Linked DNA regions of Athene noctua: region 2 is linked to region 1. Evidence: chromatin contacts called from public Hi-C data. All regions are on one chromosome and are shown on one strand. The core of a region is the stretch at or near the end of the contact, and the rest is flanking DNA. Distances in the headings are between cores, read along the strand shown. Region 1 holds the start of BABAM2 (BRISC and BRCA1 A complex member 2). Region 2 holds the start of FOSL2 (FOS like 2, AP-1 transcription factor subunit).

Region 1 (3,737 bases), core at 717-3,216:
GCAACAACTTAAGTTTGCTTAGAAAACACCTAGAGCAATTTAAGATGCCACCTCCTGTTTGTTACTTTTCCACCAAAAATTACTGCCTACTCACCTTTATTCTTCCCCAGAGGAACTGAGAGGACACAAGTCTATACTTGACCTATTTCAACTCAAAATCCAACGGCTTGGATTGGACCAATAAAAACGAGTGTAAAACCAAAATGATACTCCACATGAGAGCGGCTAAAACAAGGCACATGTCAGTCTGCCAGCTCCACTGTAGGGAAGAGTAATTTCAAGTAGAGGGGCAGCTGGACCGATGAAGGCAAGAACTTCTTAAGCCATGAAACACATTCTGAAAAACAAGCTATCCTTCTAGCAGTCTTAAAGGCATACACAAAGATCTCAGAATTGGTTCTGATGATGACACATTCTAAGGGGACTAGGTGTTATGAGGGTAGAAGTGTGAGATGTAAGAAATACATGTGGTTATCAGAGCTGAATAGATGCACCTTCCAAAATGAACCGCAGGATGAGATTCCTTACGTTTTTGTTAATAAAATACATAGGTATTGTCAAAACAAGATGTAAATGACTTGCTAGGCATTTTTCCTGGTTTTATTGCACCATTTCTTTTAAGATCCACAATACCTTCTACATAACAAGCCAGATACACAATACTTAAAGGGTCACTATCAATTAAACTCACAGATTTATTTCGTAAACAAAGGTCTTTACAAACACAATTAGTACCCCTTTTAATAAGTTTCAGTTGTGATATACATATCCCCCCACCCCCCCTTAGTTTTCCCACAGTTGGGAAACACAACACAAACTCAAGGGAATTAACAAAATTCACTAGACCGTTTCCCTCCCGAAACAAAACACTTGAAAGAAGTAAACAGACTAATAGCTGAATCCGTTTAGGTCCAGCAGTCTGTCATTACGACTTCAGGCAAATATAACATATTCAAAGTAACCATAAAACCCCAGGCTCTGCTTCGGGCACCAGAGAGTGTCTGGAGGCCAGATACTCCGCTCCTCCACCACCGGTAATAACGTTACGGGGGTTAAGTGAAGCTGTAAGAAGGCAAAGGCAAATATTGCGATGGAGGCCCCGAAGTGCGAAGCAACCTTCCCCGTCCAAACCTCGCGGCTTGGCCGTCGGCAACCCCGGCTTCGTGGTTTTCACTTTGAGGGTGGCAGCCCCAGCTGCCGGGGTGTGGGGCAAAGCGAGGACCCACGACCACCTCCACCTCCTGCCGCCGTGCCCGGACACATCCCCGCCCGCCCGGGACGCGCTCGGCAGCGAGGATCTGCGGAGCCCCGGGTAAACCCCCGGGCAAACCCCCGGCTTCCGCGGCCTTGGCGCGGGAGGCCGGACGCGGGCTGACCTCCGCCGCGCCCCGCTCCCTCCCCAGCCGGGCCCCGCCCGCCGACTCGCCGCCCCCCGCCTCGGCGAGCCGCCCTGGGCCACGTGCCGGCGGGACGAGCCGGGGCCGCCCTGTGCGAAGGCGGCGGGCCCGCCACCCGAGGAGCTGCCAGCCGCCCCGCCCCGCCACGGCGGCGGCGCCCGGGAGCGGGCCAGGCGGCCGCCGGGCTGTGCTTAGGCCAGTCGTCGCCCTGGGCCGCAGCGGCCCCCGCGCCGCCTCCTGCTCGGCTCCTCCCGAGCCGGGCCTGCAGCCTCCGGCACCGGACCCCCTACCCCCAAGGGCCCCGGGGCTAGCGGAGCGGGGGCCGGGGGGGGGGGGGAGCCGGGGCAGAAGCCAGCCAGCCCACCCCCTCGCTCGCTCGCTCGCTCGCTCGCCCGCCCGCCCGCCGCGCCGCTCCCCCGGGGCCGGCAGGGGCGCTGCTCCCGCCCGCCCCTCCCCGGGCCCCGCCATACCTACGGCGGCCGGAACACAGCCGCTTAGCAACGGCCGCGGACACGCGCCCGTCCCGTCCACCCGCGCCCAGCGTGCGCGCCCCCGCTCCCGCCCCGCCGCGCGGCGTGCGCGCCTCCGCCCCCCGCGGCCGCCGCCGCAGCTCCCCGGGCCGGAGGGGTCTTCCCCGGCCTCGCTATTGGCGGCCGCCGCAGTGCCTGGGCGGGCGGTCTCGCCGTGCAGGCGTGGGGCTGCGGTCGCGGGGCGGCCGGAGCGGGGCGAGGCGGGGGAGAAGGCGAGGGCGAGGAGGGGAGGGGGCGGCCTGCCAGCAGGCGTTCGCCGGGGGCACCCCTCCCGGCCGAAGGCCCCTTCGGGCCGGCCGCCGCCACCTCCCCCGCCCGTCGCCCGTGGCAACGGGCGAAGCCGGTGCGGCGGCGGCGGGGCCCGGCCCGGCCTGGCCTGGCGCGAAGGTCGGGTCCAGGGTCCAGGCGGCACCTTGGCCGGGCTGCGGGGCCTGGGCCTGCCCCGTCCCCTGGTGCCATGGCCGCTGAGGTGGTGGTTGTGGGATCCTGTATGACCGACCTGGTCAGGTTAGTACCCGGTGGGGCTCCCGCAGGCCGACAGGCCCCGGCGCGGCGCCGGTTTTCTGCCCTCACAGGACGGAGGGGCCCCGAGGTCACGGTGCCCGGGGCAGAGCAGCGGCTCCCGGCGCCTCCCCAGCCCTCTTGCCCTGGGCTCGGGAGAGCGGGTGTCACGTCTCCCTCCAGGCCGGGACAGGAGAAGTGGGGTCGGCGCCAGGTGAGGCGGCGCGGAGCTCTCGGCCCTGGGCAGAGGGAGCCGAGGCGGGGAGTTGGCTGCGGCGGGGGCAGGGGGAAGGAGCAGAGCCGCCGGTGGGGGCGGCTGGGCCCGGGTGATGTCAGCCCTGCAAATAATACTTTGAAAGAAGACTGTGGGAACTGGGAGAAGTTTGAACGTGTTGTCTGCTGGAGCTTTGATCAGCTGTCTGTAACTTAAGGGAGAAGAGAGACTTGGGTTTGTGTTTTCAGCTGTGCTAGGTGGCTCGGCGTTAGCCTTGCCAGAAAAGCAGCGTTTCATAGTAACCCGCGTGGGAAATCGTGAACTTTGATACTCTTTATCAGCAGAGGAGTTTGAAACGATTTTATGATGGTGAATAAAGCTGGTCAACTGTAACACGTTTTCAGTTCAAAGCACTTGTCTCCACTTGAAAAGCGAGAAAGAAAGCTTAATATTGCAAATAAACTGAAGTTAGCTCCGTGAAAAAGTAGGTTGTAAGTTGATTACTTGCAAACAGCATTTTCTGTGACACTTTGAAAGAAAAGAGAGAGAGAAGACCTCCTAAGCAATTCATATCCAAACATCGCAAAGTGGAAATAGGAAGCCCTTAAAAATTTAGCACCTCTGCATCCCAAAGCTGGTTTTTAAATTATGAAATCTTTTTTTAAAGGAATGGCTTCATTCCTTTTTTTAAATTTTCTGGGCATTTTGCTTTTAGAATTAGTTACTTGGGTCTCATTTTTTTTTTTTAATACATAGGTAAAGTTTGGGAACTTGTTTCAAAAATTAAAATACAGAAGTTCATGAAAGCTCTTGGTTCCAGCAGCCTGGGTTTTATAGCAAATACTAAATATCTGAAGAATTCAGGCAAAATTGCAAGAGTTGGCAACGATGCAAATACTAACCTAAACTGGCTGACCTTGTCAGCCCCAGTAAACTTGCAGATCAGTCTTTGATTTGCACTAATAGATCTGTTTTTAAAACTATATATGCAGACTTGCTTAAAATAGGATTTAAAACCGTATGTATCTGGACTGCATCAGCTTGTCCTGCTGGGAATTCTGCAGTAAAAAACCTAATTCCTCAATCAGCAGACAA
Region 2 (3,737 bases), core at 460-2,959, 200 kb before region 1:
AAATAACCCAGGTTTGTATAACTGGCCCGATTGTGTAATGCCTTCCCCAGAAGTGGTGGATTTACTCGATGTAGGCACATAAGCCATTCCGAGATGTTTTCTTAGGAAAACGAAAAGGAAAAAAAACAACCTCAAACCACCCGACTAGGCTTTCAGGTCCGTGAATTCACGGCGCTCCCACAGGAAATCTCTCCCATTCTTCGAGCGCCGGCCGGCAGCGGGAGCCTGCGGGAGGGACTGGGGCCGGCCGGCGCGGGGAGCGCTCCGGCGCCCCCCCGGGAAACTCCCGCTCGGGAAAAAGCCACCACCAGCCGGAGAGCGGCTCCCGGTGAAGCGAAGCAGCGTCCGGGCAGGGCAGGGCAGGGCCGCACGCCGCCGGCCTTCGGGTCCCACCGGTGGGAAAGACAGAAATAGCGTCAGCGCCGCCGAGCCAAACTTTGGGGGCGAGGGGGGAGAAGCGGGGAGACCACTCGAGACTGTTAGAAGAGCTAGAGGCCACTCCAAGCCACCCCCTGCGTGGTTTAAGGTGGCTGTAATCGCGCCTGGAAAGTCACTCAGGCGGCACCTCCCAAAGTCCCGGGGAAGGCGCCCCAACTGTTGCGAGCGAGCCCGGGGCAGCGCCCGGGAAGGGGCGGCGAGCGGAGGGACCGAGGAGCTCCCGGTCCGAACAAAAGCAGGAAAAAGGAAGAGTCGGACGCGCCTGGGGATTTGCGTTACCGGCCGGGCAGGGGAGCTGCCCGGGGGAACGCTCCGGTTTCCGAGCTCGCCCCGGGCACCAAGGCAGGGTCCCCCCACCGACCCCCGCTCTACCCGCGGCCGGGGCGGCGGAGGCGGGCGGGCAGGCAGGCGGGCGGGAGCTGCCCCATCGCCCGTCCCCGCTCGGGGTCCGGCCGCTGCCTCCCGCGACGCCCCCGGCCACGAGTGGGCACGCCGGGCCCCGACCGGAGGGGAGCTCCGCTCAGCGTCCCGCCCGGAAGGGTCGCGGCACCGGCTCCGCGAGGGAAGGGCAGGGAGGGAAGCGGCGGCGCCGGGCCGGGGGCGACGGGACGGGACGGCGGCTGCGGGCAGCCCGCGCCCCGGCACCGCCTGCGCCCCCGCGGCCGGCGCCGCTCCCCGGGCGTGGCGGTGAACTCCCGCGCCGGGAGCGCTGGCAGCGGCCCCCGGAGGGACCGGGGGAGAGGGGCAGCGCCCGGCCCTACCTGCTGGGCTGCGCCGCTGGAGTAGGTCTCGGGGTGTCCCGGGGAGCCGCTGCTGCCTCTGGAGGAGGTGTCGAAGTTCCCGGGGTAGTCCTGGTACATGGTCCGAGGTCGGGCCGGGGGAGCCGCGTCCCCGCCTTCCCGCACCGACACCCGCCGCTCCCTCGCCGTCTCCCCGCCCCCTTCTCCCTCCCGACCTCTTCGGCTCCTGCCTTTCGCCTCACAACGCTCGCCGCGGAAAGCGGAGGGGAGGGGAAAAAAAAAAAAAAAAAAAAAGAAGGGAAAAAAAAAAAAGGCTTTGGAGGAGAAAAACAGGGGAAAAAGAAGGGGGGAAAAAATAAAAAATAATAAGAGAGGCTGAGGCAGCAGCGAAGCGCCGACGGGACGGGCCGGGAGGGCTGTTCGGGAGCGGCGCCGTGCGCGCAGGCAGTCGCGGACAGCGGTGGCGCCGATGTCCTCTCTCCGCGCTGCCCGGCGAGACTCGCCCCGCCGGCGGAGCGGCCGCGGCCCCGGGGGCTGCAGGCGGAGCGGTTCTCCTCCGCCTCTCCCCCCCCCCCCCCCCCCTCCCTCCTTCCTCCTCCTCCTCCACCCACCACCAACCGCCCCTTTTCCCGGCGCGGGGGGTGACTCAAGCGGGTCGCCTCTTAACGCCCCGCGGTTCCCCCGGTAGCGCGACCGGCAGCTCCGCGCGTACCCGCGGTGACTCAGAGCAATGGCATCGCCCCGGACCCACGCGCTTATTATCCGCCCGCCGCCGCACCATGTGCACTCGCACACGTCAAACCCGCGGCGCACCGGCCCCACCTTTGCCAGAGCGGAGCCTCCCACCTGCCGCCGCCGCGGAGGGGGGGGGGAGAGGCGGGACGGGGAGACGGGGATGGCGCCCGCCTCCGCCGCGCCGCCCCCCGCCGCTCCGCCCGCCCCGCCCGGACCCGCGCAGAGCGCGGGTCCGGGCGGGGCGGGCGGAGCGGCGGGGGGCGGCGCGGCGGCGGGTTCCCGTCAGGCCCCGCCTCCCCCCGCCCCACTTGGTCCCGTCCGTTGTCGCACGTTGCCAAAAATGGTCATTTGCGTCGCACGACGCGAGCGCGGGTTTCCTTGCCGCGGATGACGCGCTGCGAGAGGGATTCCCTGGCTCCGCCGCCGGGATTTAAAGGGGAAGGCACACGGCTTAGTTGGCGCGGGGGGAGCGGTGGGGTTTTGGGGCGCGGGGCGCGCAAGTCAGCGGAAGATTTGATACACGGGGGCTGTCCGGGGGCTCCCCCCCCCCCCGCCCGCCTCTCTGCGGGTGGGTGCCGGCAGCACCCCAGCGCCGGTCCGTTTCGTCACGGCATCAGTAAAGCGAGAGTTAGACTCGGTTACTTTTAATAGCAGTGTTATTTTTATTGGCTTTATTTAATTTATATTTTATCTTTATTTATTTTACTATATTTTATTTTTATTTGTTTTACTGTATTTTATTTTTATTTATTTTACTTTTTTAAATTTTAGTTTTATTTTACTTATTTTTACCTTATTTTACTTTTTTAAATTTTACTTATTTTTATTTTAGTTTTATTTATTTTATTTTACTTATTTTTACCTTATTTTACTTATTTTTATTTCTTTTACTTTTATTTTAGTTTTATTTATTTTATTTTACTTATTTTTACCTTATTTTACTTATTTTTATTTCTTTTACTTATTTTTATTTTAGTTTTATTTATTTTACTTTACTTATTTTTATTTTATTTATTTTACTTATTTTTACCTTATTTTACTTATTTTTATTTCTTTTGCTTATTTTTATTTTGCTTAATCAGTTTTTATTTTACTTCATCTATTTTACTTTATTTTACTTTTTCTACTTTAATTTTAGTATTTTATTCTTTTTATTATCTTTATTTTTATTTCTATTTATTTTTATTCTTTCTATCTTTTTAATTATTTATTTTTAAATTTTTTTAAAGTCTTTATTATTTATCTTTTTTTCTTTTCGTTATCTACCTTTATTTTAAAATCTTTACTATTTCTAACTCTTATATTTACTCTTATTTTTCTTCTTTATTTTTTAATTTTTACTTTTATACTTACTTCTATTAGATGGACTCCTCCGTCCTCCTAAGATCTGGCTACAGAGCCACTCCAGGCCTCCAAAGCAGAGTATGTCCCCAGGAGGGCAGGTGACAGGCCGGGGCTTCCCTGCAGCAGAACTTCGCCGGGCAGGGACGGTAACAGCCGGCCGCAGGTGGCCGCGGTGTTGGCATGTCAGTGGCTGGGACGGGCTGGGAGAGGTGGCAGAAGCAGATAGAGCAGAGCCATCTGCACGAAGAACCTGCACTTCTGGGTGACCTGCTGTGACCATAGCCATGATGCCAGACTCAGAATGTCTCATTTTCACCCTCCCTGGAGGATTCACCCAGCCCTGAGTGTGTCCTTTTCGCTCGTAGGGAAGGAGAAGTCATCTAAGTTCAAGCTATAAAATCCCATTTAAGCTGTCTCATGGACAAAGTATTTTCCCACAGGAGCTCAGCTGAGAGTAATGGGCTTTCCTCTACTGGCGCT

Evidence for each region. Hi-C and Micro-C count contacts between places; a contact is called where the count stands out from the background.
Region 2: a Hi-C map of heart shows a contact between it and region 1, with 5 times the contacts expected there. The contact joins the promoter of FOSL2 here to the promoter of BABAM2 in region 1. A contact is called at or near these places in 2 of 2 Hi-C or Micro-C datasets (heart and liver).

The regions. Positions count from the first base shown.
Region 1 is chr1:97,559,726-97,563,462 of bAthNoc1.hap1.1, reverse strand. BABAM2 (BRISC and BRCA1 A complex member 2) reads right to left here and starts at 1,966. Exons shown (of 12, transcript XM_074897058.1): 1 at 1,868-1,966. RBKS (ribokinase) reads left to right here and starts at 2,076. Exons shown (of 8, transcript XM_074897060.1): 1 at 2,076-2,434. The coding sequence starts at 2,385.
Region 2 is chr1:97,764,177-97,767,913 of bAthNoc1.hap1.1, reverse strand. It overlaps FOSL2 (FOS like 2, AP-1 transcription factor subunit), which reads right to left and starts at 1,709. Exons shown (of 4, transcript XM_074897061.1): 1 at 1,200-1,709. The coding sequence starts at 1,298.